Linked DNA regions of Hordeum vulgare: region 1 is linked to region 2. Evidence: chromatin contacts called from public Hi-C data. All regions are on one chromosome and are shown on one strand. The core of a region is the stretch at or near the end of the contact, and the rest is flanking DNA. Distances in the headings are between cores, read along the strand shown.

Evidence for each region. A called contact is a pair of places that touch in the nucleus more often than the background predicts.
Region 1: a contact with region 2 is called in a Hi-C map of leaf, with 3 times the contacts expected there. The contact joins the enhancer-like site here to the promoter of LOC123449733 in region 2. A contact is called at or near these places in 2 of 6 Hi-C or Micro-C datasets (leaf and seedling) and 1 of 1 datasets of contacts at active chromatin or transcription factors (embryo).

Annotation. Positions count from the first base shown.
Region 1 is chr4H:583,578,108-583,581,971 of MorexV3_pseudomolecules_assembly, reverse strand. No RefSeq gene overlaps it. Among protein-coding and RNA genes, the nearest start is that of LOC123449733, 130 kb to the right of the region's middle. Within about 2 kb of position 1,736, at least 1 of the 3 cell types and tissues checked has open chromatin away from gene starts, as enhancers often do. A contact at or near this core is called in leaf, where this site is marked.
Region 2 is chr4H:583,446,212-583,450,344 of MorexV3_pseudomolecules_assembly, reverse strand. It overlaps LOC123449733 (probable protein phosphatase 2C 28), which reads left to right and starts at 1,423. Exons shown (of 5, transcript XM_045127054.1): 1 at 1,423-1,496; 2 at 2,234-2,608; 3 at 3,116-3,483; 4 at 4,110-4,133. The coding sequence starts at 2,287. LOC123449735 (a long non-coding RNA gene) reads right to left here and starts at 1,447. Exons shown (of 2, transcript XR_006632044.1): 1 at 1,399-1,447; 2 at 213-595.

The DNA.
Region 1 (3,864 bases), core at 487-2,986, 130 kb before region 2:
ACTTACATGTGATTGATGGAGAAAAACAGAAAGAAAGAAAATAATGGACAAGAAAAGAGAAAAGCTGGTCCGGGATGGGGTCTGGTCCTACGTGGCGAACTTACCTGACGTGCCTAGACGCATCTGCGAGCCTTCATTTTGTCCTCATATTTAAGATGGATATGAGCGGTATAGGTCAGTCCGGACGTTTAGGAAGAAAGTGGGAGTCCGGTTGGGTCAACTTTTTTTGACCGGACACAGATTGGAAGGGCATTTCACACGTTTAAGGAGGATATAGGGGGTCCGACTGTACAGCCGAAACTTGAAAAATGCGAGCGCGTCTGCGAGGAGTGACCGGTCATGCTTGAAATAAACACTACTGCAATCGGACACCTCATAGTAGATTATCAAATCCATACAAAACCATGCAAACATAAAAACCTACGAACTATGTACAAACTAACCACTCCTTGCCGGAGATTTGAAAAGCTTCGTGCCCTCCGGCGGATAAAAGTGCGGCAGTTGCAGCTCCGCCCCCTCTGGCGCCTCCGGCTGCTCTCTTGCAGCTTCCTCCGCTGCTATCTCAACGTCGAGCTCATCAAAGAGGGCGTCGGCCTTCGCCTACCTCTGTCGGATGAGCCGGCGGCTGGCCTCCATCTCGGCCTCATCCCGGATGGAATCCAGGATGGCTTGGTGCATGCTCCGCCATTTTCTCGTCTTGGGCAGCGGCGAACTCCGCCTCCGCCTTCGCCATGTTCAAGCCCGGAGCATGGATATCCACCTCGTCCTCCTCTGGCTCTTCATCCATCAACTTCGGCGGCTCCTCCTCCTCCACCATCTCCGGCGAGTCCGGAAGAAGACCTGCAACGATGTGGACGGCGCGTCGAGCTTGGATCTCTGCCACGATCTGCATTCAGCGCACTGGCATGAGCATAGCGTAGGTGGTGATCCTACGGCAAACCATACTGATGCCGCAGAGCGGAGGAAAGGAAGCGGATGGGTTCGGGTGGCGCCAAAGGGAGGAAGGATGTCGATGTGCTAGTGCTAGGGGACACTGGTCGGCTTAAATAGTCGGCTATGGCCTCGGGCAGCGAGCCGGAGCGGCACCACACGTCGTTCACACCGCGACGACAGTTGAGGCGTCCGTCGGACCATCGGATTTTTAGACGAGTCCGTGTTTGGGCCTGCTGTCAGGCCGACGTGACGGGCGCGCCTGATTCCTCATATCCGCACCATATTTAGGTTAAATATGAGGGATGTCGATGAGGCTGGGCGTTTGAGGTCCGTTTGGGAGACCCGGTTGAGTCATTTTTTTATGACCGGCGAGTGACCAGACGGCCTGTTCGGGGATTTAAGACGGGTTACGAGCTAACTAGTTCGGATGTAGATGTTCGGATGTAGATGTTCGGATGTAGATGTTCTAAGTGGCTCACGAGCTAACTAGTTTTCTTTCCAAAATGAAAATCATTGTATCTTGGTGAATGCACCTCGAGACTGCCTAGTTTAGAAGGTCATGAACGATGTAATTGTGGTTTATAAACTAATAAAGCTAGCCCGTGATTGTCCTCTCTTTAAGAAAGGAAAATAAGTTATACACCCCCTACTTGTTTTGCTGTATGAGCCAATCGTCAAAAAATAGAGTATAGTTTGCTGTCGGCATCCACATCTTCTTTTTTGCTGAACTGAACCTTGTAGGCAGAGTGTAAGAAGAACAAACCTACGGATGGGAATGGCTTGTCAGTCGGGATCACATCTTCCTTTTGCTGAAGTGAGTGATGTGGCTCCCATCAATTACTTGTACGGCGTGAACGAGTCCTTGCACGACACGTAGGAGCACGTGCGAAATTGGAGATCAACGATCCTGGACCTTTTTCTTGACAAATCAGATCAGTAATTAACAGCTAGCGGTTGCCGGGCCGATCAGGTCGCCTAGGCGTGGCTCCTCCGTAATTGGCACAATTAGGCATGATCAACCAATTGAAGAACTTGCACTTCCAAAGCGTCCAATTCTTTCAAATCGTGTCGTTGAAGCTTGTTGCTGTGGTACAACAAAAATGTTCTTTGTATGTCAAAGGCGCTAAACAGTGTCATGAAGCTGTAAGCTTCCAGATAATGATGTCGCGTCAATCGTCTTGAAGATGCGGGAGATTTGATAATAACCCCCAGATCGCTAAAACCCCACATGTCAATGACACATCAAAGGGGTCTGTGAGCAAGGATCGGCCAACAAAGAGGGTTATCATCAATTATCCCTGAAGATGCACCTACGCCAACACAGTCCAAAGCATGATGAATTCCTGGTCGTGTGCCACCGTGAGGTCATTTGACAACTGAATTTGATCCACTCAAGCACCATTCTAGAGGGCCTTCCTAACACACCACCTCTTGTATCTAGATATGTCAAAGATTTAATGGTGCGACGTGCTTAGACCTTAGCCCGTTTAGCCAAGCCGACTCCCCGAAACTCGCGTTGATCTCGTCCCCTTTCATGAACTTTGTAAGGCCATGAAATAAGTCCATATCCTACTCGTCGCATGTGTTTTAGTCTTCCAGGTGTCAAGCCAAGTCCTCTCTGGCGCCAACCACTCAAGCCATGACCATTCTAGGTGAAGGGCGCGAGCAAACTTTGCCAGATGTAGCATCCCAGGGCCGTCAAGGTTCATAGGTACACGGACGTCCAATTAATTGGGCAACTTTATCGGAGCCGTTCAAAGAACCACCCCCCCCCCCTTCCCTCAACTGGAATGACGAGCGTCGTGACGTGGTAGATGAGTTTATCAACGGGCAGTGCTCTGCGCCGGCGCGCCGCACGATCCACCATCCCCGCGCGTCCGCACTGTTGGATCTTCATGCAACATTTTTCCCTGATGCAGCAAAATTTCGATGCGATGCAACAATTTTTTGAACGGTTGCAACAAAAATAAAATTTATAGCAAAAAGAATATCTACGTGATCGTAGCAAAAGAAGAAGTTGATGATGCGTGGTAGCAAAAGTCAAACGCCGGTTGTAACAAATATTTACGTGACGTGACTGCAATTTTTTTAGCGAACGGTTGCAGCAAAAAATTATGTCGGTTGTAGCAAAAATTAACACAGTTGTAGCAAAAGTAAAAAACATCGATTGTAACGAAAAATCCGACGAACTGAAGTTGCAACCAAACGTATATGCAACTTTTTTACTGAACAAATGGAGCAAAAAAATAACGCTTACAACAAATATGACACTGATTGCAATAATTTAAACGAAAAAAATATTACATGCCTAGTCAACGGGCGCGCGGTCGTGTGCGGCCGGCCGAACGGTTCGGCCGACGCACCGGCCAAAAACGTTTCCGTTTACCAATTACCAAGGCATTTCTGTCTGCTATCATGCAATGTTTGCCCTGCCAAGGGGTAATTTGCCGGCGACTTGGTCCTTCAGGTGTTGCAAGTGGATCTGTTTTATCCGCTTAACAACACTATAGCCGGACTTAGCAAATGTGATCCCCTAAACGTTCGCAGACCCGTTCAGTCGATGATCGACCGTGTCCCTTATTTGTCCATCCACACATGCACACTCCTCATTTTCTTTCTTATATGTTCGCTCATTTGCACATGATTGAGGAAGAGAAAAAAATTTCATATATCTTTTTGAAATTTTCTGATATTTTATTTAATGCTATTTATATATGGGTGTATAGCAAAAGAGCCTGTACGTTGCAACGGAAGAGAAAATAACACACGCTCTGAACGTAATATATTTTCACATGGCATCACATTTGTGTTGCCGACGATGGCCTTAGTGCTCACACAACGAAAACGCGTTTGAATGTATAATCACTCGAAATAAGATGAGAAACATGTTGTTTCTCCTCACAAGGTTTTCCAAAGATGTGCATGTCTAGT
Region 2 (4,133 bases), core at 174-2,673:
TGAATTATGAAGATAGATTATATAATCGAGTTTATAAAAATAATCTAGGTCGACATGTATAAAGGCCAGATTATATAAACTGTAGTCCAAGTTTTTACATTGCATAATAACCTGTGTGTCCTGTGAGCGCGCTGAGGAGAAAAAAAAGAGAAGGGTGGCAGTGACAGAAATTAGTAATTATCTTCAATTTTACAAGGATAATGTATCATTAGTAATTCATAATCTGGTTTTATTTCGGATAGAGTAGATTGTAAGTTTTTAATAATTTGTCCATCTAGTATTTATAATTTACAATATAACATGTCCTGAAGACAACATAAATTATAAAAAGGTTCCAAACAGGACCTTATAGATAGATGACACATTTGCAAATTATTCTGATCATCTTTTGCATGGGAACAAAAAAAAAAGCGAAGGAAACAGGGACAACACAAGCTGGGGCACATCCTGGTTCACACCCCACAAACGCCGTTGCCAGCTATGTGCCCTGTAAACTTGCAGCATGGAGGCCCATGGTTGTTAATTAACCAGGTCTTGGTCATTATTTCCCTCTCTCAAATGGCACTTCAAGTTCCCTTAGAAAAAAGCACTTCATCTGTGATGAAATAGTATCATGGTGAACGAAATGTTTTGTCCATGATAATGAAGAAAATAAGGATGAGGAAAAAAAAAGTACTGATCTGACTAGGTGCATGCATGTGAGTGAGTGAGGGGTGGCCTTTTTCCAGGCTAGATTTGATGAGTTTGCAGCACATATGCACCCCTTTGACCTTCTCCCCATGGAAACATGCATCCCTACCTCTCTCTCTTTTCTTCTTTTTTGCTTTTAAACTGGTACTATCAAAGATTCCATCTCTCATGTGTGTGAACTAGACTAGGATTATGGAATCAAAGGCTGATCGGTTCAATTCAAGGGCCGGGAGATCATTACTAGACCAGAAGCAAACCACCATTAACAAACAAACAACAGTAAAGAAAAAGGGATTTCGAAAACGGTGGAGCTGTTTCAGTGCCAAACATTTAACAAGGGTGTAGTAATAATTAAACTAGATTACCGTCCTTTTCATTCATATATACTCCCTTTGGGCCGAATTAACCGTCGCAGAAGTGAAAATTGATAGAGATGAATGGATCCAGAATAAAAATACGTCTAGATACATTTATTTTTATGATAAATTCTGACAGATTATGTGGATGACCAAGTTAATAACACGGGGAGATAGTAGTCGTACTCCTATTAATCATACCGATGAGGATTAAACTAGATGGCCATCCTTTTCTGCAAACAGAGATAAGCACCACAACTACTATAAAAAGATGCTCTCTTTCTTTTCAGTTTTCACCCATGGCAGGCAGGCGAGGTGAGGAGAGAGCGAGGAAGAAGGGGAACTGACTGACCTGGCTCGAGGTCGAGGGAGCACGCATAGCCCTGCACCTGCAGCAGCAGTAGCAGTCCACACCACCACAACCAGTCAGTCACACAAGAATCAGGATTGGTAGGAGCCCATCCTCTGCCTTGCTGGCCCTGACCTCCCTCCCGTCCCGTCCCCCCCTCCCCGCTCTTCTTTTAATGGCTTCTTTGTCCCCTCGCCTTCCTGCCTCCGCTCGCTCACCTGGGTCTCGGCAGTAGTCGTAGCAATAGCAGTAGCAGTAGGCTGGGCCGCTGGGGTTGGGTGCGGCTTCCACCACTGCCTCTGAGCTGTTCCTTCTTCCAGCGAGTGTTCAAAGATTGGGGGCGTAGCTAGCTAGCTAGCCACCGGGAGAAAAGTAAAGTAAAGTAAAGTAAAGCAGCAGGACTGCGGCGAGGAGGCCGGCGAGGGAATTTCTCTTTTTGTCAAGCTCCTTCCTTGCTCGGTTGGTTGGCTGGCTGGCTGATTCTCTTTGATCCCGGACCGCGGCCGCCAGTCCAGTCCAGCCAGTCCTCGCTGTTCGTGCGACGGAGCTCGTGCCCGTCCGCGCCAGATCTGAGAGTCACCTCGCCGGTGGTAGATTCCAAGAATCCGAGCACGAACTCGGCGGCGAGTTCTTGGACGGAGAGAGAGAGAGGGGGGGGGGGGAAAAGGTGAGAGATGCCTTGTATCTTTCTCTCGATCTGGTTCCGCGCTCTGCGCTGGCTGATTAGGGATGGCGGGATTGATGCGGTTTCTTGGCTGATTGATTGATCCTTGGCCGCGATCCAGCTGCCGGCGAAGAACTTGATCTGACCCGTACTGACGATTCTGTTTGGTTGCAGGCGCGGAGGGCGGCGGTGGGCATGCCGTCGAGGAGCTGCGGGGAGAGGGCGTGATGGCGGCGGTGATGGACTACTTCAGGTCGTGCTGGGGCGCGCGGTCCCGGTCCGGACGGCGGGGCAAGAAGGGCTCGGACGCCGCCGGCCGGCAGGACGGGCTGCTGTGGTACAAGGACGCCGGGCAGGCGGCCACAGGCGAGTTCTCCATGGCGGTGGTGCAGGCCAACAACCTGCTGGAGGACCAGAGCCAGGTGGAGTCCGGCTCGCTCTCCATGGCCGACCCCGGCCCGCAGGGCACCTTCGTCGGCGTCTATGATGGCCATGGCGGCCCGGAGACCTCCCGCTTCATCAATGACAACATGTTCCACCATCTCAGAAGTAAGCTCCATCTCAAATCCCCATCTCCTAATTTCTGCAAAAAAAAGAGAGAGAAGGAAAGCAAGAGAATCTGCTGCTGATTATCCCCTTCCTTTTAAGTTTGGGAGGCGCCACTGATGATGATATCATCAAATGCCAACTATTGGTGTGTCAGTATGATGTTCTGCGTTGCATTTTTTGTGAGGATGATTGTGATAATTTTCCTCATAAAAAAAGTAAGTTGTGATAGTTTGCTACTCATTGCTGTGACAGAAGAAGATGAACAAAATATTGCAGGTTCAGTAGACTTATTTCTAAGCTTGGATCACACATGGGGTGGTCACCGGCAGTGAGCTAGTATAATATTTCAGGAAGAATAGATTCATCTCTTCTAGTAGTTGCTTATGTCTTCTGTTGATGGTGACATTGTTCTGTTACTCATTGGTTTTCTGTTTCTGGCGGCTGTTTCTTACTTATTGTTAGCCTTGTTAGTGTCAGTGTATGATAAACAAAACAATCTCCTTTCAGGATTTGCAACCGAGCACAAGTGCATGTCGGCCGATGTGATCCGGAAAGCCTTCCAAGCAACCGAGGACGGCTTCCTTTCCGTAGTCAGCAAGGAATGGTCTGTGAAGCCTCAGATCGCAGCAGTGGGCTCGTGTTGCCTGGTCGGTGTAATTTGCTCCGGGACTCTCTACATCGCAAACGCCGGCGACTCGCGTGCGGTTCTCGGACGGCTCGTCAAGGCGACCGGTCAGGTTGTGGCCATGCAGTTATCGGCGGAGCACAATGCGTGCTACGAGGAAGTTAGGCAGGAGCTACAGTCATCACACCCTCATGATCCACAAATTGTGGTTCTAAAACACAACGTTTGGCGTGTGAAGGGCCTCATCCAGGTAACGGAAATTCTGTACTGCGAGGCACATAAGATCACTCTTGAGATTTAGTCCTGCCTAGATAATTAATTAATTTGTTGTTAGAAGTCTTCGCGCCGGAGACGTCATATGTCCATATCATCACAATTCCACTTTTTTCATTCTGGAATAGTATGGACAATTGCTTTTGTGTTTGCACTATTGATTTCAAGTTAGGTATTAGGTAAGTCAATCGTTCTCAGAGCTAAAGTGCCTGCACTAAATATGGTTGCATCATCATAAGGTAACATGCTTTTCCAATATCTAAAAATAAATGTGCGGTAAGATTTGGTGCTGTATAATTGTCATCTTTATCACTGGGGGCCTCTTGCCCTGTATAACAGAAGCGTGCCAGCGGGAGGAAGTGATGCATTCTACAGTCACCCGTGTTCATCGTCATTTTTACGCTTAACTTTTGAGCTAATCAACACCATCAGTCACTGCAACTCGGAATTTTCTTCATGACATAATACTTTGTGTACACAACAGTCTATAAGTTCCTGTAAACATTCTCCTCTTCTGCGTTATACTGGTATGAAATACAGTTGGGATACTCTACTACTGTTTTTCTTCAATTGTAACTTATGAGGTGAGATGATATTCTGCAGATCTCAAGATCTATCGGAGATGTA